Regions from separate parts of the Mus musculus genome. Here regions 2, 3, 4, 5, 6 and 7 are each linked to region 1. A link is a contact called in public ChIA-PET, HiChIP or PLAC-seq, Micro-C and promoter capture Hi-C data. All regions are on one chromosome and are shown on one strand. Each heading gives the region's core, a stretch centred on a gene start, on an enhancer-like site or on the middle of the called end of the contact. The rest is flanking DNA. Distances are from core to core; before and after follow the strand shown. Region 1 holds the start of Neto2 (neuropilin (NRP) and tolloid (TLL)-like 2). Region 2 overlaps Lonp2 (lon peptidase 2, peroxisomal). Region 3 has its middle 120 kb from the start of Abcc12. Region 4 has its middle 71 kb from the start of Abcc12. Region 5 has its middle 110 kb from the start of Gm33687. Region 6 holds the start of Lonp2 (lon peptidase 2, peroxisomal). Region 7 has its middle 140 kb from the start of Abcc12.

Region 1 (3,254 bases), core at 681-3,180:
ATATTTGGAATGAACTACTATCCGGAATTGGAAGGCTCACCAGTGACCCTTATCTGGAGGCTTGGAGATCCTTATCTGGATCTTGGTTTGAAGATCTTGAGCCATAGTGGCTATGGATTCCAGAAGATTGAATCTCCGTGTTTAAGGAACACACCTTTAATCTGGGCTACGCCTTTCATCTGGGATTAAAGGTGTGGCGGAACACACCTTTAATCTGGGCTACACCTTCTGCTGGAGACAATATAAGGACATTGGAAGAAGGGAGTCTTGCTCTTGCTCCTGCTCCTTCGCCTGCTTGCTACGTGAGACTGAGTAACTGCTAGATCCTTGGACTTCCATTCACAGCTGCGACTGAACAATTGTTGGGAATTGAGCTGCCGACTGTAAGTCATCAATAAATTCCTTTATTATCTAGAGACTATCCATACGTTCTGTGACTCTAGAGAACCCTGACTAATACACCTATGAAGACCTTGACATGTGTCAGGAGGATTAAGAGACAGACATCCTAAAACCAATGGAGAGATGAGTGCATCTCCACATTCAAAGTCCACATTCTCTTTAATCTTTAGTTTCTGATGACACTTGTCCCAAATTCCCTGCTCACACTTGCATCTTACCTGACACTTGACAATCATGACTACACCCCTCCTCTTCACTTGCCATCCAAACATTTTCCATCTTCTTTCTCCCCTTTTTCATGGAGCGTTCTCTGATGACATCATACAGGCTGTTTTTTGTTTTTTGGGTTTTTTTTCTTTTCCTCCATCAACAACTATGCATTGTTGATCCAGAAACTCAAAGGGCTTCCCAGTTTCTTTATCCACTCTTGCCCAGGACTTAAACTGAATTATTAACTGCTGTCCCCATTTATCATTATTTTATTTGTGGAAAAGGTTCTAAAATGCCTTATTCACTGGTTCCTGGGTGCAATTTTAATTTAACTGCAGGTGATCACCTTATAAGCCCCAAATCACACATCTTTCATAACCACTGAAGCACACAGCAAAGGGCTAAACAACTTTATGCTAATAGGTGTTAATTGGTTTTATTTATAAACTTGTTAATTGCTTATACTTCTGTGACTTTCTTAGAGCGATCCAAGAAAAGAAAGAATGTGACACCCTTGGAATATTTTGTTCAGTTGCTGGACGTTCTAATTAGCCATAATTTGCTAGATAAACATTTATATATCAGATCAATTACGGTAGGGACTTAATATTGGTAGGCCCCCCAATACCAGTCATTGTTATATGCACATAACTCAAACCAATAAATGACTGTAGCCCGCCTGCATTCAAGTCATTTCTATTTCAGTAGGATGAAGCAGCTCTGCCAGCAAGACAATTTCAATGCACAAGAGCTGGAGGAAGACGAGATCATGCACAAACTATCCAAGGCACATATAATTCCTTTCCGGTGGCGCTCAGCGGTCCGTCTGTACGGCTGTGGTTAGGGGTGGCCTTGGGGAGACCCAGTCTGCATTCAGTCGCGCCTGTCTCTGCAGCTAGAACAAAGTTTCACTTTTCTGGCTGGCGTGGAGCTTTCAGCCCACTGTGGCGAGGACTGGGAGTGAGGATTCCTCAAGCAGCGCTGTGCCTGGCAACTGTTGGAGAAGGTTCAGTAGGTGCAACAACCCTTACTGCTGGCCGGGGGAACTCACCCGGGCACCTCCAGGGCCCCCGCGGGGGTCTCCCTTCCACCGAGATCAGCAAGGCTGAGCAGACGTTTTCAAGCACCTGAGCTTGAGGTCCTCCGAGAGGGGATGGAAAAATCGGACCTGGGGAGCTCAAGGCTTCGAGAAGACACCGGCAGGGAGGGGTGGGCCGCGCGCGAGGCCCGGGAAGCGAGTGGCGGGCGGGGCACGCGGGAGGGCGGGGCTGCGCGTGCGCAGTGGCCCCGCGGCCGGCACGCGGCGCTGCGCTCGCTGCTTAAATGAGCCGGGGCTCCCGGCGCGCGCCACTTCAAGGGAGCCCGCCGCGGGAGCGTCCGCCGCTGGCTTTCCTCAGCCCGCCGAGAGGCGGCGGCCGTCGGGGACCCGGCACGGCGGGCCGAGGCGCTGCGCCCGCTGCTAGGAAGCGGCGGCGGCCGGCGATGGGGACGGAGCGAAGCTACCCCGCCGGGCCGTGACCACCGCGCCGCCGCCTCGGGCGCTCTCGGAGCGCCGACGCTGAGGAACATGGCCCTGGAGCAGCTCTGCGCGGTCCTCAAAGGTAAGCGCGGGTGCGGGCAGCGCCCCCTTGCGGGCCAGGCCGCGCTCCGCTCCGCTCCGCCGCCGCCTTCGCGCCCTTTGTCTGGGCCAGGCCGCCCGCCGCCGCTGCGAGCTCGCTCCGGGGGACGCCGGCGACTCCGCGCCTTGCAAAGTGTGCGAAGCGAAGGCCGGTGGCCCCAGGTTGCCACCGCAGAAAGTGGTAGCACACAAACCACGAAAGCCCCAACTCCGACGCGCCGCAGCGGTTTCGGAGAAGCCCCCAATGTCCGCGCCTCCCGCGGGTCCCACCTGCTGCGGCCGGGAGGCTGCGGCACCACTGCGGGCTCGGGGCTGCGCGGCGGCCCTGCATGCCCCCCGCGCCCCGCGCCCCGCGCTGCCTTCCCGGGATCGCCGAGTCCCGCTGCCTCATGAGTCCTGTGCGGAGGATGCACGGGTCGGCAGCGGCCGGCGAGCTGACAGCATCGAGCTCCTAAAGCCACTGAGAGGCTGCCTCTCCGCGGAGGTGCTGTTTCAGATAAATATTTCTAGATGGTTTACATTGAGAGGCAAAGTTTATTCCAGAACTCGTCCTGGATTGATCCTTTCATAAATCTCAAGAAAAAGCACCGCCTTTCAGCAAATGACTTCCTTTTCCCCAAATGATTTAATTGCAAATGAATAATATCTGAATGGGTTTTTTTTTTTAAATCCTCTTATATTAAGAGAGAAAGTATGACAGTGTTAAAATACTGGCGCTTACATTTTTAGCACTGAATCCTGATATTTGCACAATTACACATTTTGGTGTTTTCCTGGTACGTGTTAACACCTTATTTTCAAATTTGTTTTGTTAGAAAGTTCAGTGGAACTTTTTGTTGTTCTTGAACTAACAACGTTTTAGACAAACTTCATAATTGGACAAATATTCATAAATTACTAATTGACGTTACAGCCATTTAATTTAAATATTTACCTACCTAACTATATGCATATCAATACTTTTATGTTCAGACTGTGCCAAGATAACCACTAACCTTCTAGCCAGTGAATATTTATTTCAGTT
Region 2 (3,629 bases), core at 31-2,530, 990 kb before region 1:
ACCCCAAGTATTCTTGTAGCTTAGTGGGGCTAGTTTTCTCTTCATTGCAGCTCGCATTCCATCTGCATACAAAGGCAACCACTGTTCAGAGCCAGGCCAGTACCCATATGGGAACAATTGGTAAATTGGTGCAAATATCAGTTGTGGGGCAGTGAACCGAGCCATCAAACAGCAAACTTGGTAAGGTCGACTGGATTCAGAAACCCCAGTACCTTCATACCAGAGGATGGTAGGTGTTTCATCTACTCCCAACCAGGCTTCTGTCCTGGAACACAAGGCCATGACACCCCATGGAGAGGACTGTGACAATCAGTCACGAAGGGGCAACACCTGAAGGCCCTCCACACGCAGATGAGGCATCCCTAACATCTCAGACCAAGCCAATAGAAAGCATCTGCCTTTGAACCCCACCCCACCCCACCCCAAAATGTATATAAGATCCTACCCACAAGGAATAAAACACATCAAAGACTGTCTGAGAGTGTCTGTCGTATAGAGCTGTAGCACTTTGGGGAAGAGAGTTCACTTCTAAAGCTTTCACTGCTGGAAGCTGCAGTCACTTCCCGATTGGTGGCCCCAAACTTAGCTCCTAGTCACCAAGCTGACAGCTTGTGGGCCCCTTGTAGTGTCCCTCAGGAGCAACAGCAGCACATATAGATCTGACTCCAACTCCTGGCTTGCAGCACCTGCTGTGTAGCGTCCTGCCCAATGGCACAGACTCTGGAGCAGTGGAGGCTTCGGAAGACTGACTCCCCTTCCCCTTCCTTTGGAGAGTGCAACTCCTTAGCTGCTCAGGTCAGGCTAGAGCCCCTCAGATCTCCGAAGATAGCGTCCAGTACACAGACCAGCAATCAGGCTCAGGAAGAAATATTTAGTATGTCTTCATGATATTGGCAGATGTGAATAACGTATTTCATTTCAACATTAGAATACTGTCTGATTTTGAATTTTAGACACCACACTCTGCTACTAAACACATAGGATTTACCATGGAAGCTTTCTGTCTCTGGGCCTAGAATTTATCATTTTAGTTTGCAGAAGGCTACAAAAGCCCCCAATCTTTATCAGCAAGCCAAGTGTCTTGAAAAATTAAAGTGTCTCTGAAATCCATATTCCCCACCAGGAACCTCAGTCCCATGACCGAGGCAGATTTCCAATTGTTCTGAGCTACCAATGTAATCAAAGGGCAGGAACGACCTGACAAGATGAAGGAGGACTTCCAACACTGAAAATGTGAAACAGAATCCACACTTCCACGCCCTGTTTATGTAACCTGGGTCTTGAGTAAGAAACTTCAGTGTTGGTAAAATGTTCTTCTGATAACGAAAGTGTCTGAGACTGCAATGACTGCTACAGCTTTTCAATGAGCAAACTTGCTGGCAACAGGCAGAGTTCCAAGCTGCCCAGTCTGAAGATCAGGACAATGGAGGTTAGCTTTATTAGCGCCCACAAAGATACAGAAATGATGACTTGTCACAACCTTCCCATTAGACCCAGGCACTACTCTAGAAACTACTCACTTCTGAGTCTTGTAAATCTAAAATGAGCACCCCAAAGCATGTGGTTTTGGTGTATGGAGGCAGATATACAAATCATTCTCTTCATTCTAAATCCACCCAGAAAGAAAGGCATGAAGGTAGGTTAAAATGTTTGAGGACTTATATGTAACTAGAAGCCTTCTAATTACTTTTTCTTCACTAAAAATAAAAAAGGTGCCTTAAAAAAAGTTTTATTAAGAGACATATGCTTATATACGTCTGTCTTCCACTTCTGTGCTTGGTGCCTATAGAGGTCAAGAGCGGGCATCAGCTTCTGTGGACTGGAGTCACAGATGGCCGTGAGCCACACTGTGGGTTCTGTGGACTGGAGTCACAGATGGCCGTGAGCCACACTGTGGGTTCTGTGGACTGGAGTCACAGACGGCCGTGAGCCACACTGTGGGTTCTGGGAAGCAAATCTTCTGCTTCCCCTGCAAGAGCAGGAAGTGCTCTTAACTGCAGAGCCAACTCTCCAGCCCCATGAATGAAGTTTTTATGTCTTCAAACAAGAACAAGATCCACATTGAAGGCTGACAAATGTCTCAACTTTTGCTAAAGATTCATTCATTTAGGGGTCTTTATAGATTTTTTTTTTCCCCCTCAAGGCCACTGAACAGTGGACCAAACCTATTCTTACTGCTTTTGTGTCACAGAAATTTCTACTCTCTCTCAACACCCAAAGACAGGATTTCTCTAGAATTCTCAACAAATTATTCTCTGGGAAATGGGGCTGTATCAACAGAAATTAAATGTATAAAATCCTCAGAATAAATGCTGCTCATACACTAAAACTGGATACAGAGTAGATTTGTGTCTTCTCTTGTTGCTAAAACTCCTTCTCAGGGGAGACATAAGCAGAGCCTACTCCTTCTCCTTAAGGTCCAGTGACAACCCAAGATATAACTCCACAAATGTTCACACTGGGTAACCTTTGAGTCTACTGAGCTTCCTTACAGAGTGTAGGTGATGGGTGTAAGTATTCCTACCCTGGCAAGCCACCACAGGGAAACCTTTACCCAGCAGAGATGTAGGCTTGCCTGTATCTGTACTGATAGAGTGCCCTTCTCCACCATTCTTACCGAATCTATGTACTTTAGCCCCTCTTCCAGGCCACATGCAATTAAGGCAGAGTTGTACACAAAACTCGGTAGGAAACAAGGGAGTATGGCTAAATCTCTCCAGCTAATGGTTGCTTGGCTTGGAGGACAGTCACTTGAAACTCCTCTTCAAGTAGTACACTGTTGGGCACAGTGCCATTTGCCTGTAATCCTAGTTTTGGGGAGGCTGAGGTAGAAAGATGGTACATTTGAGATCAGAATGGATTACAAAATGTACCCCTCTCACTCCCAGCATTCCTTGTTCTCTGCTTATTGATCCATTAGGGACTCCAGGAGTTGGCTGAAAGCTTCCAACCATCATGATTGACTGCCTCTTAAATGGCGAAAAAAATCCACCCTTTCTTCCTTAACTTTGTTCTGTCAGGTATTCTGTCACAGCAACAGGAAAGTAACTAACACAGTGGCCTGTTGGTCTTAAGAAAGATGAAGCCAAGGTGTGACCCCTGAATCTCCCTTGTAATACACAATTCTGTAAGGGGTTCACCTTGCCCTGTTAATCCTTCAGTGTTCAAAACTTACTCCCATAGCTGTGGCAGAGTCCTGGACACTTGTGGGGGGCAGAAATGTACCCCAGATGTTGGCTATGAAGACCAGCATGATTTGAGGTTAACCTGGTTGAGCTCAGATGCATGAGTTGCTTGCTGTATGATTCTGAACAGGTCATCTCCTCTGATAGCCAATTCCTCCTTCATAAAATGGAACAGCTCTGTACTGATTTTGTGAGGCTTTTATGATATGTGGAGATAAGGCATATAAACGGAGTGACACAAGGTAATTGCTTTAAAAAAAAGATATTTAAACCTGGTCTGCAAATATAGTTCACTGATAGGGTTCCTGCCTAGCATGTGTAGGGCCCTAAGTTCAATTCCCAGCACCAAATAAACAAAAACTAAAACAAACAAACAAACAAACAAACCCTAAAAAGTGAGGAAAGCAATTGTAATCGCAAAGCTGGGAGAAGAAAGAACGCCGA
Region 3 (3,249 bases), core at 88-2,587, 740 kb before region 1:
AATTATCCTGATCAGAGGATTTGAGGACAGGATCGCCACAAAACAACAAAGCATGATTTGCAAAGGACCTGCAACTGCTGTCCCTTTGGGGAACACCTGACTCCTGTCTTCAAGAGAACTAGCAGAATCAATGCAGGGATAGTGAGCAGCAAGGGCTCCCTGCACTGCTCAGGGTTGCTAGGCTGAAAGTCTGTGCTAAGTGCGACGTAGCATTGTTAAGTGTGGAGTAGCATCTCTAAGTGTGGAGTAGAAGCAATAAGTGTGGGGTGGCTGGCTTCTCTTTGACCCTTGAGGAGAGTGAAGACCTGAGGTGGAAAGCAGGCCGAGCGATGGAGAAAGATGAAGGCCCTGGACCCATGGGTTCCTGAAGACATGCTACGAGGCTGTCAGGCTCCTGATTTGGCTTCCATCACTTAAGGGTTTCTCATTAAGATGCTACTGTAGGATATAAACTGTCAAGCTGAGCACAATGATAAATTTTCTGGTAATTTAAAAATAGGAGTCTAATTTACATGAGTGGTGTTTACAGATCATAAGGGTGCATTTGACTGATTTTTGACAAACACAGGCATGCTTCCACTAAGACTCATGGGAACAACTCTTGCATACCTTCCTCAGGGACAACCGTGTTAGACATTTTTTTTTTAACCAGAGTAGCTTTATTTGTTCTGGAACTTCCTTTCAGTGCAGCCAGAGATCATGGCCTCTTTTGGATTCTCTTTGTTTTGCAAGGTGTATGTATGTTCAGTTTGATTGCTTGTTTTGAGAGAAAGAGAGATTGGAGGGGGGGTGAGTGTGAGGGGGTGCAGGGATGGTGGTAGGTAGGATAGGGCTGTGCAGTCCAGGCTAGTGTTCTAGGATCGCCAGGAACTCAGAAACATCAGAGAACTGAGCAGAGCACTGGGTTTATAGTGTGTGGGGTAAGGGGCCTTTCCAGAGCAGAGGTTTCCAGGCTGTGGGTTGGGGCTTTGGCTTTTTACTCTGCAGGGTGGGAGCTGGGTCCAGCCATTAGGGCAGACAGAGTGTTCTGTGGGGTGGAACTTGGTGGTTGGAGGTCCTCAGGAGAGGAGCCTGGCCACTCGTTTGCCTTGAGGGGCTTACATTGGTGGCCTTCCCAGCAGTGTTTGTGGGCAAGATTTACTGGAAACAGGTTGGTATTCCCGGGTCTGCTAACAGGAAGAAAAATTATTTACAGCTATAAAAGGGCAAGGCGCAGTTTAAAACAGCACATCAAAAGCTCTGCTTTTGAATTTAAAAAGTTTTTGCCTCTAAGTTGACACCTGATTGAAATGGAATTTTCTGAAGGGCTCAGGAAGCTATTAGTTGTGAGTCACCCATGAGTCCTGGCTCTGCGTGGGCTGCCATCATTACTCAGCAGGGACGAGGATTGGGCCTGATCCTGCTGTTTAGGAAGTTCTCATTCCTGAAGATCAAGCCCTGTTCTTGGAGCAGCAAGCCTTCTTCTTCACCTTTCCAGCTCCTTCAGCCAAAGCTCTTGAGGTTAAAGCCAAGAAAAGATCATTAAGATTCTCCGGAAAGCTGGAAGAGCAGCTGTGTGGAGAAAGAGAGAGAGGAGAAAGAGAGAGAGAGAGACAGACAGAGAGAGACAGAGAGAGAGAGACAGAGAGACAGAGAGAGAGAGGAAAGACAGAAAGAGAGAGACAGAGAGAGAAAGAGAGAGAGAGAGAGACAGAGGGAAGAGACAGAGAAACAGAGAAAGGATTGTATGACCTTGAAGAACACTGTATTTCCAAGCTGTGTGATCACGTACAAACTGTTTAACATCTCTGTACAGAAGGATATGCACATGGAGAGGCAGCTGGGCCAGTGTAACTAACAGAGCTTCTGATGGCCTAGAGCTCAGTGTTTACACAATACTCATTTTTAATATTGTTAAGACTATGTGAGGGACAATGACTGGCAGATCACTGCCTTGGCACATCACTAACTGTGTGGCCTTGAACAACCCTCTTTTCATTGTTTTATTTATTTATTTTTTTGTCTATGAATCCATAGGGCCTTTATAGGTCAGGGCCTTTATTATCACTCGAGTCAAGCCTTCTCGGCTCTCCTCTTGCCTCACCTTAACTCCTGACCCCATGTAATATCAGCCTTGTACTTCAAGATAGAAGATGTGCGGTAGTTGGGTGTGCTAGCCAGCTTCATAGCAATCTGACACAAGCTATAGCTATCTGAAAGGCAGGGACCTCATGAGACTCAGTTATAAGGCACTTTCTTCCTTAGTGATTGATGAGGGAGGACCCAGCCTATTGTGGGTGGGGCCACCCCTGGGCTGGTGGCCCTAGGGTCTATAAGGAAGCAGACTAAGCAGGTTATGATGAAAAAAGCCAGCAAGCAGCACCCCTCCAAGGTTTCTTCACTAGCTCCTGCCTCCAGGTTCCTGTCTGTTTGAATTCCTGTTCCGACTTCCTTCAGAGATGAACTACATAAGCCAAATATGAAATTATAAGCTAAATAAACCCTTTCCTCTTCAACTTGCTTTTGGTCATAGGGCTTCATCACAGCAATATTATCCCTGCCTAAGACACAGGAATGGTTCATAACCCTTCCTTTGCCTAGATAGGAAGTATATCTGCACTCTGCCTCCCTACAGATCATACTCCAACCCACAAGGTCTAAAGCCTTGCTCCACACTGACAGGGTTCCTGGCTTTGAGCTGCCTTCTAGCCTCGGTGAATCCCACAACCCTCTTCTGCAGAGCTGGAGTGAGGGCAGCAGCTATATCACACAGAGTGAGGAATAAATGTGATTTCCCCTATGGAAGAGGCTTGCATCATGCTGCTTTAGAATAAGTGGCCAATAAAGGTCAGACATCTTTATATCGTTCTGATAATCGGCATGCTGGGGGCTATGTCTGTCTTTCACTCATGATCTCATATGTTAGTGTACAAAATTAGGAACATAGCTCCCTTTGACCCCTAGGGTCTACTACTACTAGGGGCTGTCTGTCTTTGCTACTCTGTGTAGACAGGTACTCTGCAATGTGTGTCCTCTCTCTCACACACACATGCCACATTAATGTCTTCACTCCTGATGGCTTGCATCTGGGGCATCTGGGCACTGTGCCTGCTGGGTGAGGGCAGAGGCAGGAGCTGGCATGTGACTTCCAAGCCTGAACACAGTGATTTGTGAGTCAAGGCAAGTTGTTTCTGTGGGTTGTCATGCCGTTTCAGCTGCTCCGTAAACACAGCTTGGGCCTTGGTGGTGGGTAAACTGTGTGCTCAGACC
Region 4 (3,598 bases), core at 838-3,337, 790 kb before region 1:
TTAAAGTGAAATTGCATGCAGCATTCTTGAGCGAACATTCTCATGGTGTCAATTCAAATACAAACTGTAATTATTAGCTGTGGGCAAAGCACCTGGGAGGGCTATGATTAAGTTTTAAAAACAGCTCATGACCACCAGGCATGCTGGTGCAGGCCTGTAATCTCAGCATTCTGGAAGCCGAGGGAGCGGGACCACGAATTTGGGGCTATCCCAGGATATAGAATGATATACCAATGAGAAAGCCCAAACAAACCAACAACTAACCAACACAAAACAACAACCGCATGGAGGGATCGATGATTCTTTTTTTTCCTTTGAAAAGATGATATGCCAGTCCCACTTTTCTTAGTTAGGAGATGGTTCTCTAACCTGGAAACTGTCCCAAATTCATTCAAAGACTGGCTGGGAGAAGGAGGATCCTAGCTTCCAGCTTACTGTTGTTTCCACGCAGTCTGTCTCAGACTGCTCTCTAGAAGGGAGAAACCAAACCAAACCAAACCAAACCAAACCAAACCAAACCAAACCAAACCAAACCAAAAAACAAACCAAACCAAACAAAACAAAACAAAACACTCTCCTCTCTAGGGAATCTATCATATTAAATAAATGACTTTCAGGTGTCAATGAACACATAGCAAATTGCTAGAGGATGGTTAAAGCTTGATGGTGAATTTATTGATTTACTTATTTCAAGCATTCATTATTCATTCACTCAGGTAGTATTGTGCTTGATCATTTGTTTTTCTGATCCTGCCTCTTGTCTTCATTGTTAAAAGGAGGTCCGAGACTAGAGATGTAGTTTGTTGGGCAGTGGTCATGGGAAATAAAGGGGGTGGGAGCAAATCCGCATCCTGCCAGATTTCCGGTGCTTTGGGCAGGCAGACTCGGGGGACTGCCACAAGCTCTCTACGTGGCCTGGGTGGGTGTCTGGCTGTGGGAAGCCACGGAACCCCAGTCCAAGGAAGAAGAAAGGGACCAATCTGGGGTCTCTGGGCCTCATGGAGGCCAGAGGTGGCCACTTCTCCATCTTAGACATCCCAGACATCACTGGATGTCACAGAAAAGTTGAGAATGAAGTGGGGGCTTTGTGGGGCAGTTCGCCCTCAAGCCGAAGGGAGAAGAGGGCAGGGGGAGAGGGGGCACAGTCCATGATTAGAGCGCAGGAAGGCCTCCCAGCAGGAGGTTAGATACAGCTCTTTAGAGGAAAGCCCGCTCTGTTGTCCCAACACAGCGAGTCTTTATGAGCAGAGACAGTCTATGGTTTTAGAGCTTTACTGTAGAAAGGCAGAGAGAAAGAGAGAAGGTAGAAGGAGAGAAGCTGGCCATGGCTACATGGAGAGGGGGGAAAGGGAGGTGGAGAAAGAGAGCTAGAGATGAGAATAAGAGAGGTGAGAGCTTAAGAGAGAGAGGAGGGGCCAAGCAGCCCCTTTTATAGTAGGCTGGGCTATCTTGCAGTTGCAAGGTAGCTGTGGGAAGGAGGCTAGTTATCTGGCTATTGTCAGATAACTGTGAGGGTGGAGTTTAGCCAGAATGCCAGTAGCTTGGGACATTGACTGTGTGACTTATAGTCACAGGATTATGGAGTTGGGGGCTCTGTGGTGTTAGGCACCTATGTCTGTCTGGGAGCATGGCTCACGGTTCTGTCCCTTGTAGAGTTTCTACTGGGTCTCCGGAGTAAGTCTCACTGGACCAGAAAACAGGCTGCCTTTCACAGTCCCACAGTAGTTCAGCAGCAGAGGGCTTGTGTAGGGTGCACAAGGTCATGTGTTTGATTCCTAGCACTCTAAATAAATAATCAGAGACAACATCGAAGGACAGAAGGCCCAGAGGATGCTGGAAAGGAGTAGCATCCTTGTAATGATGAGGGCTGGAAAAGCCTGTGCCTGGTTGAGAGACGCGTTGGAGAAGTCTTGGGAACCTGATAACGGAGACATCAGAATTGCACTTGCCAGTCTTTAATGGTGCATGTCACCCCTGTGGAGCAAGACACTCTTGACTTGTTTGTGGTAGAAAGACAGGAGAGTCAATTCCCCTCTGAGGCATGCAGCCATTTAAATGGTTTCCTGCTTTGATTCTGCAATGACTGAGTCAAAGATCATCTGCATAGCAGGATCGTTAGGAAACAACAGGCCGCTCTACACTGAGAGTGCATTTGGCTTGGCAACCCAACGGATTATTTGAAGTGGTCATAATGGCACTACGATCCTCATTAAACTCCTCAGCTTTTCTAATGTAGGGATTGTAGAGCCAAGTGTCCTCATTCTGGGCAGAGACAACATAGCTTTGTCTAGACTGGGCAGCAGGGCATGGGATGGAGCAGAAGGCATGGACTTGATGATTGCAGCAAACACTGCGAATGGCCCTCCGTTCCTCTCTTCCACTGTAGTGTGCTTCAGTGCACTCCTGCTCCCTACAGTTGGGAACGTTCAGTTCTTCCTAGGGGCCTGATAGATTGCCCAAAGCCAAGGGGAGGCAGCAAGCCTAAACACTCCTGTTCTGGCAGGACACCTCCAGCAGACTGGTTTGGCTTCTGAGTTTGGGGATAATTGTGAAGTGTGATTTCCACTTTAGACTCCTCTGTGGGTTTTGGCTAATTAGCCCTGGAATACTTCACTGAAACTATTTTCTTTCTAGAATTTTCATCTTCTTCTTCCTTGTCATTCAGTGCCCTGATATATCCAAATCCCACCCCTGATCCAAGAAGATCTTTTTGATAAATTATGAGCATATAAATATCAAATGTATTTCTGGGAACTCTGACCTCTCATGGGGAGAGGACTGTCAAAGAAATCTGAGCTCCAACTCACACTCACCATTTCCAAGTTTCTAGGACCTTGGAGATGATTACTGCCATCCTCAGGCTTGAAGTTGGGTTGCTGACACTACCAACTTTCTGCAGAGTGGGCCTGAGATCTAAACCAGGCCAATTAGAATGTCATATCTCTGTGGCATCATGGAAAGTTGGGTTGGACATATGGCCTAAGCTGAGCTATCTGTCAAAAACAGACCTTAGCTGGCACTAAGTAGGGAAAATGAATTATCCCCTTTGGATAGTGGAAAACTTAGACTTTTAGAAGCTTTAAGATTCAAGATGCCACTTTTAATGTCACAGGGACACAACCTGTCTAAAGATGAGGCCAACACAGAAGAAAGTGCAGTGAAGAAAGCCAGAATGTGTAACTTGGTACTTTGGGATTCCTGCCTCTCTTGAAAGATAGTACCTTTCTTATTGGCAGTTGTGTTAGCTTTTCATCAATACAACAAAATGCCACAGGCAATCAATTAACAGAGAGAACATGTTTACCTTGGCTTATAACCTTGGAGCTTCCAGTTCATGGCTTTGTTGCTTTGAGCTGCTGGCACAGCAATGGCAGGTCTTGGCTGGGGATGGTATGACAGAGCAAAATTGTTTACTTAATGGTTTGGAAGAAACAACAACAAAAAAGGTAGACAGAAAGAAATCACTGACCCACAGGATCCTTCAAGGGCACCTCCTCAATGACCTAAAACCTTTATCTGTCCATACCTTTGAAGGTAGCTCTATTCTCAACGCTGTAACTAATCCTTTTATATACCAGCCCCTTGAACATACTCAACA
Region 5 (3,730 bases), core at 935-3,434, 690 kb before region 1:
GTGCATGGGTAGATGTGTGTATGTGTGTTTGTGTGAGTATATATGTGTGTGTGAATGTGTGCATGAATATTGTGTGCATGTGTGTATGTGTGAGTGTATGTATGTATGTATTAGTACATGTAGTATGTGTGTGAGTGTGTGTGTGTGTAAATGCTGAGTGGACAGTTGCAAAGTCAGACATTTGAAAGCTCTGGGTATTGATGACTGTCCATGTAGGAGCCTAAGAAAGGAGTATCAGGGGGCATTATGAAATACTGTATTCCAATTTCAGTGCTTAAACAGGCTGAAACTGGCAGAAGCACAACAGTATTTATAGTAGAGGATTTCTAGAGACCTGAGACGCTTAGTGGGTTAAATTTTTATAAGGCATTTTTTGTTAGATATTTTCTTCATTTACATTTCAAATGCTATCCCCAAAGCCCCCTATTCCCTACCCCTGCCCTGCTCCCCAACCCACCCACTCCCACTTCAAAGGTAAACCTTGGTAATAACGGCTGAGCATTGGTGTACTGTAAGCCTTTTTTTTAATAGTTGTGGTCTTGTTTAATCTGCATGGGAATAATTGCTCGTCCTGTTTTGTATTCATAAGTGAGGGAAGTGAGGTTAAGAAAATGAAATGATATGTCCTAAGTCACATAACTATTGGGACAGAGGAGTGATGGAGACAAAGAAGTGGATCTGGATGTAGATGTAAATGCTCTCACCATCCCCCAGCCCCATCTGGGCCAACCTCCATGCACCTTTGCTTCCAGCCCAAGAAAAGCCACCCTGACGACATGCAAGTGGAATGAAACTAAAAATGAATTTATCTTCGCTTGGCCTTGATAACTGAGTAGTGTTTTTGAGGTGACCAGAGTCAGATGGCATTCAGAGACTCTGTCCTGTGTTGCTTGGAGAACTCTGCCTTCTCTCTGACCTGACTGCAGAAAATCCCCAAGCACGGGAGTTGACAGAGGAGAGTGGGAGCCAAACCAGCAGATATGGAAGACACAGCAGAGCACTGGGAACTGCTGAAAAAAACTAAGACCTAGAAAAACTCTACTGAAGATTTATATTCCTTTTAACTCCATTAGGACTTGAGGTAGCTAAAAAAAAAAATCTACTTTTAAAGTAAAGGAAATAGGATTATTGGATTTCGAAATTGGAAGCCATAAAATTTAGAACAATTTTATATAAAACTTCAACTCTTTTAAAAAAAAAACAAAATAAAAGAGTCAGATGGTCTCGAGTAAATCCAAATCTCAAAAGAAGAAGTAGACAAAGGTCTCTCTCTTTGCTGAATGCCTACAAGTCTAGCGCCATAAGCAGGAGCCTCGCTGAGTGGGTCGCTGAGACACCCACTCTGAAGCTAACACCCTGGCTCTGCTTCTTGTAAGGGATGGGGACTGACTATGCTTTCCAGTTTCCTAGACGCCACTCCATGTCCAGGGAACTGTGTATTGTCATGTCTGTACCCACACTTGAGCTCCGTACTTCACCGGCTCGGTAAGGCATTTCTTTTCCACCTCTACCCTTTGTACTTACACTTCTTCCTCAACTCTCCATAAGGTCTTTTTGCAAGGACAACTATCTGATACTTTTGTTATTTTCTGTGGTCCCAAGTCAGCAGTGGCTTAGTGTAACCGCTGAGAGTTGTGTTTAAACCCCAAATCCAATGACACTGAATAGGTTGCTTGTTCGTTTCTTTGTCTGTAAAATAGGAGTTAAATGGGTGTAAAGCACATAGCCTAGCACTGAGAACATACAGGTATTCATTATGCAGTGCCTTTATTTATTTGCCAGTATACAGAACTGACTGGGAGAAAAAGGCTTGAGGCCTGACACACAGCTGAAGCCCTTTGATGGATGACACTCCAATCCATGCCTCTCTGAGTACATAGATACCATTTCTTCCTTCCCAAGATAAGAAGCTGAACCCTTCTTTCATCCACACCACCACTATAGCTCCTCTTCATCTGATTTGAGCATCCATTACCATCTCATTGAAATGCCACTTAGACAAGGTCTCAAGTGTAGAGCTACAGAGGGAGCTTGGAGTAGGCTGGGGTAGAGGACTGCCCCATTAGCATTCAAACCATAATAGAGACCATTATCTTGGCAGCAAAATACCCCAGCAGTAGTGATGGGAGGAAATGGGAGTGGGTTGCCAAAGCAACAGAGAAACTTGAGCAGTGCTGTTTCCATGGCAACAGAGGGCCTGCATGGGAGGGCTCTCTCAGTTCCAGCACTGGTTAGACTCTCAACAGTATCAGTGACTCATCGGGTAGATTGCATTGCAAAGGGCAAATTAGTGAGAGGTTTCACTTAAGAAGTTAGGCCAGCATGAAGCCCACAGCAGAGATCTAAACTCTGGAGATGGAGCCTGGGCCTGTCTGTTAGGAATCAGGATTCTCTTGGCTGCTGGCCAGTTCATTACCTCTCAAAGCCATTAGGCCTTATTTATGGTTTGAAAACTCAAGGAGACCCTGCCTGAGCCAAATCTCCCTATGGGAATCTGACTCACGAGGTACATGACTTCAGGGGCAGACCAATGCCTGTGAGCTGTTTCTCCTTCTTTCCTCAATTTTAATTTTTATCAAAGTAATACATTCACATAATTAAAAGTCAATTAGAGTCTATAATTAAACACATAAGGCCCCGCGCATAATAGTGCTTCTCTTCCCTGATTCTCCAGGCACTCACTATAGTGACTTTGGCTGTATGTCCCCTCTTTACATCTGGGTTTTCAAACGTTTCCACCTGAAATACAGTTTCTTTGCATCCACAGTTAAGTGGAGGGAGTCCTCTCTTACCCCCTGTCAAACTCAACCCCCAGACACAATATAGAAACTTCCGAATACATAATATTTATAAACTACAGTGTTTTTAATGTTATAGGATATACCAATACTGCCTGTCTGCCAGCAAAATGATATCTTTTGAGCAGAGGGCTGCAGGCTTCCCTATTCAACACGTAGGCGCATTTTAGGATAATTTATTTCTGTTAACATGTATTAGTTGCACATATTGCTGTGATGCAGTGTGATATTTCAGTATATGAATAAAGTGGGTGCTGACCAACACACACACACACACACACACACACACACACACACACACACACACACATTTAACCCAACTCCCTTAGCTTCCTTTATGAAACAATGTGTGTTCTGTCTCTCTGCTTGAATCATTTAATGTAATGTCTTCTAGGTCCATCCATCTTGTTACCATGACAGGGTTTCATTGTTGTTGTTTTTTATGGCTGAACACCTCCCCCCTTAACACACACACACACACACACACACACACTCCACTTGTTGGTATTGCTTTTTCTTTAATCATCTATTGTTGGGTATCTAGGCTGTTTCAACCTTAGCTATTACAAACAGTACAGCAATCAACATGGACAAACAACTATGTCTTTTGTGTACAGATTTCATTTGCTTTAGATGTACACACAGGAGTGGGATAGGTAGGCAATTCGGTGGATATAGTTTAACTTGTAGGTTCCTAATTTATATTCCCACCAACCATGCATGAAAGGTCCCTTTATCCTCATCATCATTAGCATTTATGTTTGCCTTTTTAAATAGCTCCTTTAATTGGAGTGAGGTGACATATTGTAAGTTTGATTCATTCATTTCTCCAGTAGGGAGATAACTTACCTAGTTCTTTTTTTTCAATTTTTAAAAATATTTTATTTACATATGTATTTACAGTGAGCATGTGTGTGCATGTGTGTGGATGT
Region 6 (3,214 bases), core at 676-3,175, 920 kb before region 1:
AACAGCCAAGAATAGTTCAAATGGGTGTCAGTTTTTTTTTTCCATGATGATACAATGTAAACCATTATTGAGTTGTGCGTTTGTTTCATGCTTTACTGTTTATTTTGTTTTTAAAGAGCTACAGGCCTCCTTTGGAAACATGAAGAAAAGCTCCAAGTTGTCTAATGTAGTCAGTCACACTTATGAAATCCATTCAGAGCCAGGAACCCTTCATTTGAAAATAAGGAGGGGAAGGAGGCTCTCCAACCTGCTCTTCAGTATCAATACATTGAGCAAGAACTTGAGAAAAGAGCTTAAAGATAACATCTGCTAAGACACACTATAGACTAGTACTGTCCAATAAAAATACAAGCCATACTCGTGATTTTAGTATCCACAGGTGATTTTAGGTGAAGTGGTCAGAATATTAACATTGTAACATTTATTCTATGTAACATTAATTAAGCAGGGCAGTGGCACACGCCTTTAATCCCAGCACTTGGGAGGCAGAGGCAGGCGGATTTCTGAGTTCAAGGCCAGCCTGGTCTACAGAGTGAGTTCCAGGACAGCCAGGGCCACACAGAGAAACCCTGTCTCGAAAAAGAAAAAGGAAATTCACGTTTTCTCAAACTATAGTGTGCACTGTACATTTATGACACATTTAGGGTGACCAACTGCCTTGAGCTGCCTAGAATTGACAGCCTTTCTGGGCACACATGCACTCTAGTGTTAAAACTCATATTAGAGCATGCACACTTCAAGTGCTCTATACGCACAATCACTGTGCAGTCCAGGGAAGCATGGGGCAAACCAGTCTGCACAGATGGACCTTCAAGACACACCTAAGAGACATGGGAAATCACAGGGGAAGAGTCAGACGCAGGTGAAATCTACCACCCAAGTCAACGAACCAGAGCCGGGACACAGGGCTATCCAGTGACATCCCCCGGGCCTAAGATAAAAATGCCAGGAAGGAGCAAAGGTGAGCCTAGAGGCTGGGAAGACTGTAGTGGGAGACCCCAAGGAAAATGCTAACAGGAATGGCCCTTCATGAAGGGGAGGCCGTCGGGGAATAGAGAAAATAGGTAACAACATGTAAAACAAAGCACCCAAAAGTTAACTGCGTAGTTTAGGCATGAGCAGGAAAAAGAAAGAAAGAAAGAGAGAGAGAGAGAGAGAGAGAGAGAGAGAGAGAGAGAGAGATAGATAGATAGATAGATAGATCTAGATTTATAATGTTTCAGCTGGAGAACATGACCGGAGGTTGACTGAAAGAAAGGGGACAGGGTGAAAGGTGGTATGGGGGAGGGGCCCGGGCGCTGGGCGGTGAAGAAGGCTATGTAGGACACGAATTCACATCAGATAAGCACCAGCAACAGGCAGCAAATGAACTGCACAGAGTTTCCACCCGTGTCAGGCATTGCTCCGTGACTGATCCGGCTCACTAACGGTCACTGGCGAAAAGCGTCCCTCCCACTTTTCACGCTGGGGAGACTTGAGCCACAACTCCGCTCACAGGCCGCCGGGGCGCGAGTCCCGGAGGGCCTCCCTCCGAGTGCCCGGCGGGCCTACCTGTGCAATGGTGGCAGGTCCTGCGTGTCGCTGGCCGGGTCGGGTGTGTTGGGGATGACTCCTAGAATGGTGCTCTGCAACGACGTGCCCTTGAGCAAGCGGCTCCGCACCAGCTGCAAGTTGCGGGCCGTGTCCACACTTGTGCGCATAGTGGAGCCAGGCAGCAACACACTCTCGTGGGTCAACAGCAGCGGAAGGCGGCTGGGGATCTGGATGGGGCTCACGGAGGACATGGCCACTGGTCGTCAACACCAGAGGTGTCAGGAGGACTCCCAAGTACGAACTCTACACTTCCTTCGCCGAACGCACCGCAGCCGTCACTCGACGGCCCGCCCCCAGGCCTGAGTGCCGCCGCTTCCGGCACCGCCCCTTCCCCAGGCTCCGGTCCCCAGGCCTGCCGCCGCTTCCGGCCCCGCCCCTTCTCCAGGCTCCCAGACTTCTGCCCGGACGCTTCGGACTCGCCCCCGGGCCATGTGCTGCTGTTTCCGGGCCCGCCCACAACCCTTCCGGAGGCCGCAGCGGCTAAGCCTTCCGGTCTGTCACTCTCCCCCCCCCCCCCCCCCCAAAGCTAAAGCGTAGCGGCTTCTGGCTCCGCCCCTAGACCCAAACCCCTCAATTTCTGGCTGCATCCCCAGGCTGGTCCCTACATTAAACACCTCCGCTCCCCGCTAGCCCAGAGATACCCAATTTCTGTCGCTTCGCTCAGCCCTTCTCTCTGAACCAGTGATGCCAGACGACAAGCAAACCTGGTGCACAGACAGCATGAACAGTGCCTGCATTTAAATTCGGAAGGAATGTTGAGAAGGACGGTGTGCACTAGACATTTTTAAACCTTTTTATTGAATAGATTTTATATTTTAACAAGTATCCTATACCTCTCACTCGGTTTTCCCTATTATGTTGCATAACCATGGTTCACATAACCCAGGAAATTAGTATTACCATTACCTAATCCATAGACCTTCTCCCAAGCTGGTGGGTTTTACTATCGTCCTTAATTTTTCACTTTGTTTATCTCCTGGATCTCTTAAGTCTGTGATATTGCTTCCATCTTTGCTTTATTTTATTAGTATTTTAAACAGATACTTTTAAAAAAGGGGCATTCAATTATTTGTAGAAGGTCACAATTTGGATGATAGATTCTAGGTTGTGGTCTGAGTCACTGAGGTCTAGAGGGAGGGTGAACTGGTAGGTGATGATCTTGGTTGTGACACACTCATCAAGTATGCATTGTGTAGATATCTTGAGATAGACTTTGGGAGTAATATAAAGAAAAAATATATACAATAACTTACCTTTTTATTAAGAGTCTTATCTGGAGAGTAGAGGACTTATACTCTGAGATTCCTGGTGTCTTTTTAAAAATGGTACTTGGGATTGGACCAAGGGCTCTGAACATGGTAGGTATTTTATGAGGAAACTATGACCATCTTAAAAACCTTGGGGCATATTTTTTAAAAAAACTTTATTTATTTTTATCATGCATACATATCCTAAAAGCAACAAGTGTTTTGTGTGCATACTAATGTCTGGACTTATTTTTGTTTAATAAATTAATTTTTTGATTTTATTATTTTCTTGGTCTCCTAGGACAGGGTCTTAACTGAGTCACACATATGGCCAAAGAAAAAGAGTCATTCCAGGATGATATATGGCCTTGCAG
Region 7 (3,736 bases), core at 233-2,732, 720 kb before region 1:
TTCTCTAGAGAAACAGCACTCACCTGCTTCTAGAGGAAACTCAAAGGCCACCACAGTGGCCATGTAGGGCCACTTGTACTAGCACCACCCGGCTCAGTGGAAAGCATTTTAAAGGCCATTCCCCTCATTGAGTTGCCGAAGTCCTTGCAAAGTATGCTACGTGCTCTGAGGGTGGTGAAGACTGTCCGCAAATGTGAAAGTCAGAAGGCTTCAGAGGCACTGTGGTATTTCTGATTGAAGATGTTGCTCCAGGCTTCCCTACCTGAATAGTGAGATAGAATTTATGTGAAGAGCTATGGCAGAACTTATGTCAAGGAGCTTTAAGTCTGGACTAGGGTTGCAAGGAAAATAAAGGAAAAACCACTTATAGAGCATCAGCTACCCATGCATGGTGACAAACATTGTGCTCAGAAAAGCTCAAGCTGTGTGCTCTGCCAAAGGAGCCCACATTCCACCACGGACAGCAGCCATATCTGTCCAAAGCCCACCATGGACAGCAGCCATATCGCCCCAAGGCTCATTTCTCTTATGCAACCACCAGACACTTGACTTCCTTTGGGAAGCATCTTCACTCCATTCTCAGATCGTATCTTTTATGTACTGACTCTTCTCAAAGGCCACAGTTGGTCACATGCCTGACAGCTAACCAATGAGACTTTTCCATCCTTCTGATTGGTTCATAAATGGACCCATGACCCAAGGCTGACTAATTAATTTTCAGGATTCAGATTTGAACTCTTAGGTAAGAATTTTATCTTTTAGGTAACTAGTCCAGAAGCAGAAAGGATTGCCATCAGGACAAAAGCACACCTGTCCCCTGCCACCTGGTTGTGGGAGAGGCAACTTGATCACTATCACATTGCATGGGTCACACACTTACCAAGTCCTACTCCTCCACCCAGAGAGTCACCCCTGTTACATAGCCTGGCTTCCCTACCTCAATCGTATACCAATGCCACGTGTATATTCTTTAAGGATGGTGTATGTCATTCTCTTGGGCTTGCAAGCAATAAAATGTTTAAATTAGCTTTCCCCTCAAGAGAAAGAGTTTATTCCATTAAATATTAAGGGAAAGGATGCATCCAGGCCCTCTGAATGATTGGAACAGGGACAGAGAGCCTTAGTCCCCAAGTACTACAAAAGATTAAAAAACAAACAAACGAACAAACAAAAACACTTTTGCTTTTATTTATGACCATAAATATTGCTCCAGGGTCTTGACTATCCAAGGCAAGCCCTCTACTACTGAACTACATTTACATTTTAAAAGTCTTTAGTTTGAGATAGGGTCTCCCTGAGCTATCAAAGCTGGCTTCAAACTCACTCTATAACCCAGATTGACTGTAAATGAGGCCTGTTCCTGCGGCAGCTTTTTGAGTAGCTGGGATTACAAACCAGTGGCACCAACACCCCAGGTATTGTACTGGCCTTTGTATTGTTTTCTGACTCATTTGGGTGTGAGCTTCTTTCCCTGACTCAGACAAGCAACATGCCTGAAACTGGGTCTCATTTAGCATTGAGAGGCCACATCTACCATCTCCCAAATCCAACTTGAAAGTGCCTCAGAGAGAAAGATCTGTTTTCTGAGGGTTGTGAGTCACCCCTTTGGCTGAAGGAGCAGAGAATTGAGGTAACAAAACATCATTCCGTTTTCAAGAAAGAACCAAGGGAGACCTGGCTCCACAGCCCAGAACTGCATAAAAAAACAAACAACCAAACAAAAAACAAAAAGCCGGAAGTTTGATATGAATAATTTAGAAAAAGCACTGACCTCAGGATGGATTATCTACAGTGTCCAAGGGAAATGTTTTGACTAAGATGACCCAGAATGTCCCGACTTCAAAATATCCTTTCTCTGGGTAAGAATTAGCAAGACAGCCCATACTCCCATGACCTACCAAAGGGAAAATTACTTCAGAAAATACAAATTCCTACTGGGAAATGGAGGCTCTGTGAGCACAAAGTTCCTTCTGTTTCTAAACTTTAAATGGGAAACAACAACAACAGAAACAAAATGTTGAATCAGAGAGCCTTGTTCAGGCTTTCTCATGCTTTATTTTTGTTGGTTTTTTTCTTTGCTTGTTTTCTGTGATGGGCCCAGAAGGTCTCAAATTCTTTATTCTGTGTCTCTGTCTTTTGAGTGCTGGGATTTCAGGTATGAGCCATCTCCATTTGATATTAATTTTGAAAAATAGGAAATGCCCCTGTTGATTGTCTAAAGGCACCCCTAGCTCTAATTTTAGCATCTTTTATGAGTCCTCTGCACAGATGCCAGGCTTATGCATCCATCATCATCATCATTATCAACAACAACAACTAATACAACAACAAAACAAAGAAGTAGAAAAAACCAAACAAGACATTGAGCAAAATCCTAGTTGGCTATGATTCTTTACAACCCTCTTGTGGCCAACATTGTGCTCTGTGATGCTAAACCATTCTCAGCAATAACTCTTCCTCCTGGCTCCAAGTCTTCAAGGTTTCATGTTATTTTTGCCTCCAGCATCCTCATCTCTCCTCCTTTTAACTTACCCTAAATATCGTCTGCTATTGAAAGCTTGGTTCTGCATTCACCTTTGCTAGAACTACCTAACACTATATAGAACATTCTAGTCACTTACCTCTTGCTATCTGATTTATTGCCACCTTTGCTGTGTTCTGTTATACCTGCAGAGAGCCAACCCATGGAGAAGTCTTCTCCCAGCCTTCTTAGCCAGGCTCCAGGCAGGTGTATTCAGTGGAAGATAAAGGCCAGAGGCCATCTCCAAGGAGTCATCTCCTGGCGGTGGCTCCCTCATCCACAGTTCCTCATCCCCTTCTGTCTTGCTGTCTTTGCTATGACTTAACCTCTCTGCTGCTTTACAAAGCCTGTGTAGCTTCCCAGCTCTACTGTTGAGTCCCCGTATTAACCACAAACCATTCAGCTGCCTGATATGAAGCCATTTTCCTGATCGGAGCACATCTGGAAACAGGACTACTTGTCTAAAGGCATCTTCAGAGCTGGAGAGGTTGCTCAGCCATTAGAGCTTGCTGTTCTTACAGGAGACCCGAGTTTGGTCCTCAGCACCCGTAATCAGGCAGCTTACAACCTCTGGTAGCTCCAACTCCAGGGGATCTGAAATTTTCTTATGAACTCTGCACACACACACACACACACACACACACACACACACACACACACACGTAAATAATAATAAAATATCTCTTAGGCCCATTGGACACGCAAAATTTATATGCCCCAGTACAGGGGAACGCCAGGGCCAAAAAGGGGGAGTGGGTGGGTAGGGGAGTGGAGGTGGGTGGGTATGGGGGACTTTTGGTATAGCATTGGAAATGTAAATGAGCTAAATACCTAATAAAAAATTTTAAAAAAAGATAATGAATATTTTCACTATTTAAAAAAAAAGAACGAGGAAAAAAAACTTAATGAGTTTATTTTTTGTTCTCCCATAAATGACATCATGCAAATGCACTCGTTTCAATGGCATTGCTTAACTTTTAAAAGGAGACACAGTCTGTACTTTCCACATTGTATGAAATAATAAACAATAGAATTAGTTTCCTTCTCATTTCAGTATTTTGTTTAGGGTAAATAAAGATACTGTAAACCTTTCCAAAGCTACGTATACACATTTCTATTAGTACATGTTTGTGCTGATTGGAGAGTACCATACATATACCTCTGAGACTATTTATTCTTTTAACAATATGTTTTGGACAGCTTTCCTTAACTATA

The links. Promoter capture Hi-C pulls out the DNA fragments that hold promoters and counts their contacts. Hi-C and Micro-C count contacts between places; a contact is called where the count stands out from the background. ChIA-PET counts read pairs in DNA pulled down with a chosen protein or histone mark. HiChIP or PLAC-seq counts read pairs in DNA pulled down with a chosen protein or histone mark.
Region 2: an RNA polymerase II ChIA-PET map of memory CD8 T cells shows a contact between it and region 1, with 6 times the contacts expected there. The contact joins the enhancer-like site here to the promoter of Neto2 in region 1. A contact is called at or near these places in 14 of 39 promoter capture datasets (the 3T3-L1 cell line, 3T3-L1-derived adipocytes, the C10 cell line and 7 more), 3 of 115 datasets of contacts at active chromatin or transcription factors (embryonic basal ganglia, embryonic forebrain and memory CD8 T cells) and 4 of 9 other capture datasets (adipose tissue, embryonic stem cells, liver and 1 more).
Region 3: an H3K27ac HiChIP or PLAC-seq map of the NIH/3T3 cell line shows a contact between it and region 1, with 11 times the contacts expected there. The contact joins the enhancer-like site here to the promoter of Neto2 in region 1. A contact is called at or near these places in 16 of 39 promoter capture datasets (the 3T3-L1 cell line, 3T3-L1-derived adipocytes, the C10 cell line and 11 more), 2 of 15 datasets of contacts at CTCF or cohesin (the NIH/3T3 cell line and stem cell-derived epiblast-like cells), 3 of 484 Hi-C or Micro-C datasets (cerebral cortex and embryonic stem cells), 16 of 115 datasets of contacts at active chromatin or transcription factors (the NIH/3T3 cell line, SST interneurons, acute myeloid leukemia and 11 more) and 2 of 9 other capture datasets (macrophages and pancreatic islet).
Region 4: a promoter capture Hi-C map of liver shows a contact between it and region 1, with 7 times the contacts expected there. The contact joins the enhancer-like site here to the promoter of Neto2 in region 1. A contact is called at or near these places in 25 of 39 promoter capture datasets (the 3T3-L1 cell line, 3T3-L1-derived adipocytes, the C10 cell line and 14 more), 1 of 15 datasets of contacts at CTCF or cohesin (the NIH/3T3 cell line), 9 of 484 Hi-C or Micro-C datasets (CD8 T cells, the HPC-7 cell line, the STO cell line and 4 more), 13 of 115 datasets of contacts at active chromatin or transcription factors (SST interneurons, acute myeloid leukemia, craniofacial prominence and 10 more) and 3 of 9 other capture datasets (adipose tissue, embryonic stem cells and liver).
Region 5: an H3K4me3 HiChIP or PLAC-seq map of forebrain shows a contact between it and region 1, with 32 times the contacts expected there. The contact joins the enhancer-like site here to the promoter of Neto2 in region 1. A contact is called at or near these places in 19 of 39 promoter capture datasets (the 3T3-L1 cell line, 3T3-L1-derived adipocytes, the C10 cell line and 11 more), 3 of 15 datasets of contacts at CTCF or cohesin (the NIH/3T3 cell line, embryonic stem cells and stem cell-derived epiblast-like cells), 1 of 484 Hi-C or Micro-C datasets (embryonic stem cells), 15 of 115 datasets of contacts at active chromatin or transcription factors (embryonic basal ganglia, embryonic forebrain, embryonic hindbrain and 5 more) and 5 of 9 other capture datasets (adipose tissue, embryonic stem cells, liver and 2 more).
Region 6: a Micro-C map of embryonic stem cells shows a contact between it and region 1, with 5 times the contacts expected there. The contact joins the promoter of Lonp2 here to the promoter of Neto2 in region 1. A contact is called at or near these places in 22 of 39 promoter capture datasets (3T3-L1-derived adipocytes, the C10 cell line, the HPC-7 cell line and 14 more), 6 of 484 Hi-C or Micro-C datasets (CD4 T cells, Th1 cells, embryonic stem cells and 1 more), 19 of 115 datasets of contacts at active chromatin or transcription factors (acute myeloid leukemia, bone marrow-derived macrophages, cardiomyocytes and 13 more) and 3 of 9 other capture datasets (adipose tissue, macrophages and pancreatic islet).
Region 7: a contact with region 1 is called in a promoter capture Hi-C map of trophoblast stem cells, with 18 times the contacts expected there. The contact joins the enhancer-like site here to the promoter of Neto2 in region 1. A contact is called at or near these places in 22 of 39 promoter capture datasets (the 3T3-L1 cell line, 3T3-L1-derived adipocytes, the C10 cell line and 13 more), 3 of 15 datasets of contacts at CTCF or cohesin (embryonic stem cells, large pre-B cells and stem cell-derived epiblast-like cells), 10 of 484 Hi-C or Micro-C datasets (cerebral cortex, embryonic stem cells, liver and 3 more), 17 of 115 datasets of contacts at active chromatin or transcription factors (SST interneurons, astrocytes, a colorectal cancer cell line and 11 more) and 5 of 9 other capture datasets (adipose tissue, embryonic stem cells, liver and 2 more).

Annotation. Positions count from the first base shown.
Region 1 is chr8:85,699,600-85,702,853 of GRCm38.p6, reverse strand. It overlaps Neto2 (neuropilin (NRP) and tolloid (TLL)-like 2), which reads left to right and starts at 1,930. Exons shown (of 9, transcript NM_001357288.1): 1 at 1,930-2,213. The coding sequence starts at 2,180. It overlaps Mir8109 (microRNA 8109), which reads right to left and starts at 1,949; the gene lies at 1,833-1,949.
Region 2 is chr8:86,688,257-86,691,885 of GRCm38.p6, reverse strand. All of the region lies in intron 11 of Lonp2 (lon peptidase 2, peroxisomal), which reads right to left. Among named protein-coding and RNA genes, the nearest start is that of Gm22305, 19 kb to the right of the region's middle. Within about 2 kb of position 1,280, at least 20 of the 459 cell types and tissues checked have an H3K27ac peak or open chromatin away from gene starts, as enhancers often do. A contact at or near this core is called in memory CD8 T cells, where this site is marked.
Region 3 is chr8:86,443,834-86,447,082 of GRCm38.p6, reverse strand. No RefSeq gene overlaps it. Among named protein-coding and RNA genes, the nearest start is that of Abcc12, 120 kb to the left of the region's middle. Within about 2 kb of position 1,337, at least 50 of the 459 cell types and tissues checked have an H3K27ac peak or open chromatin away from gene starts, as enhancers often do. A contact at or near this core is called in the NIH/3T3 cell line and trophoblast stem cells, where this site is marked.
Region 4 is chr8:86,493,795-86,497,392 of GRCm38.p6, reverse strand. No RefSeq gene overlaps it. Among named protein-coding and RNA genes, the nearest start is that of Abcc12, 71 kb to the left of the region's middle. Within about 2 kb of position 2,087, at least 3 of the 459 cell types and tissues checked have an H3K27ac peak or open chromatin away from gene starts, as enhancers often do. A contact at or near this core is called in liver, where this site is marked.
Region 5 is chr8:86,388,570-86,392,299 of GRCm38.p6, reverse strand. No RefSeq gene overlaps it. Among named protein-coding and RNA genes, the nearest start is that of Gm33687, 110 kb to the right of the region's middle. Within about 2 kb of position 2,184, at least 97 of the 459 cell types and tissues checked have an H3K27ac peak or open chromatin away from gene starts, as enhancers often do. A contact at or near this core is called in embryonic basal ganglia, forebrain, neural progenitor cells and 4 more, where this site is marked.
Region 6 is chr8:86,622,754-86,625,967 of GRCm38.p6, reverse strand. It overlaps Lonp2 (lon peptidase 2, peroxisomal), which reads right to left and starts at 1,925. Exons shown (of 15, transcript NM_025827.3): 1 at 1,552-1,925. The coding sequence starts at 1,784.
Region 7 is chr8:86,422,322-86,426,057 of GRCm38.p6, reverse strand. No RefSeq gene overlaps it. Among named protein-coding and RNA genes, the nearest start is that of Abcc12, 140 kb to the left of the region's middle. Within about 2 kb of position 1,482, at least 10 of the 459 cell types and tissues checked have an H3K27ac peak or open chromatin away from gene starts, as enhancers often do. A contact at or near this core is called in the SN4741 cell line, astrocytes, trophoblast stem cells and 1 more, where this site is marked.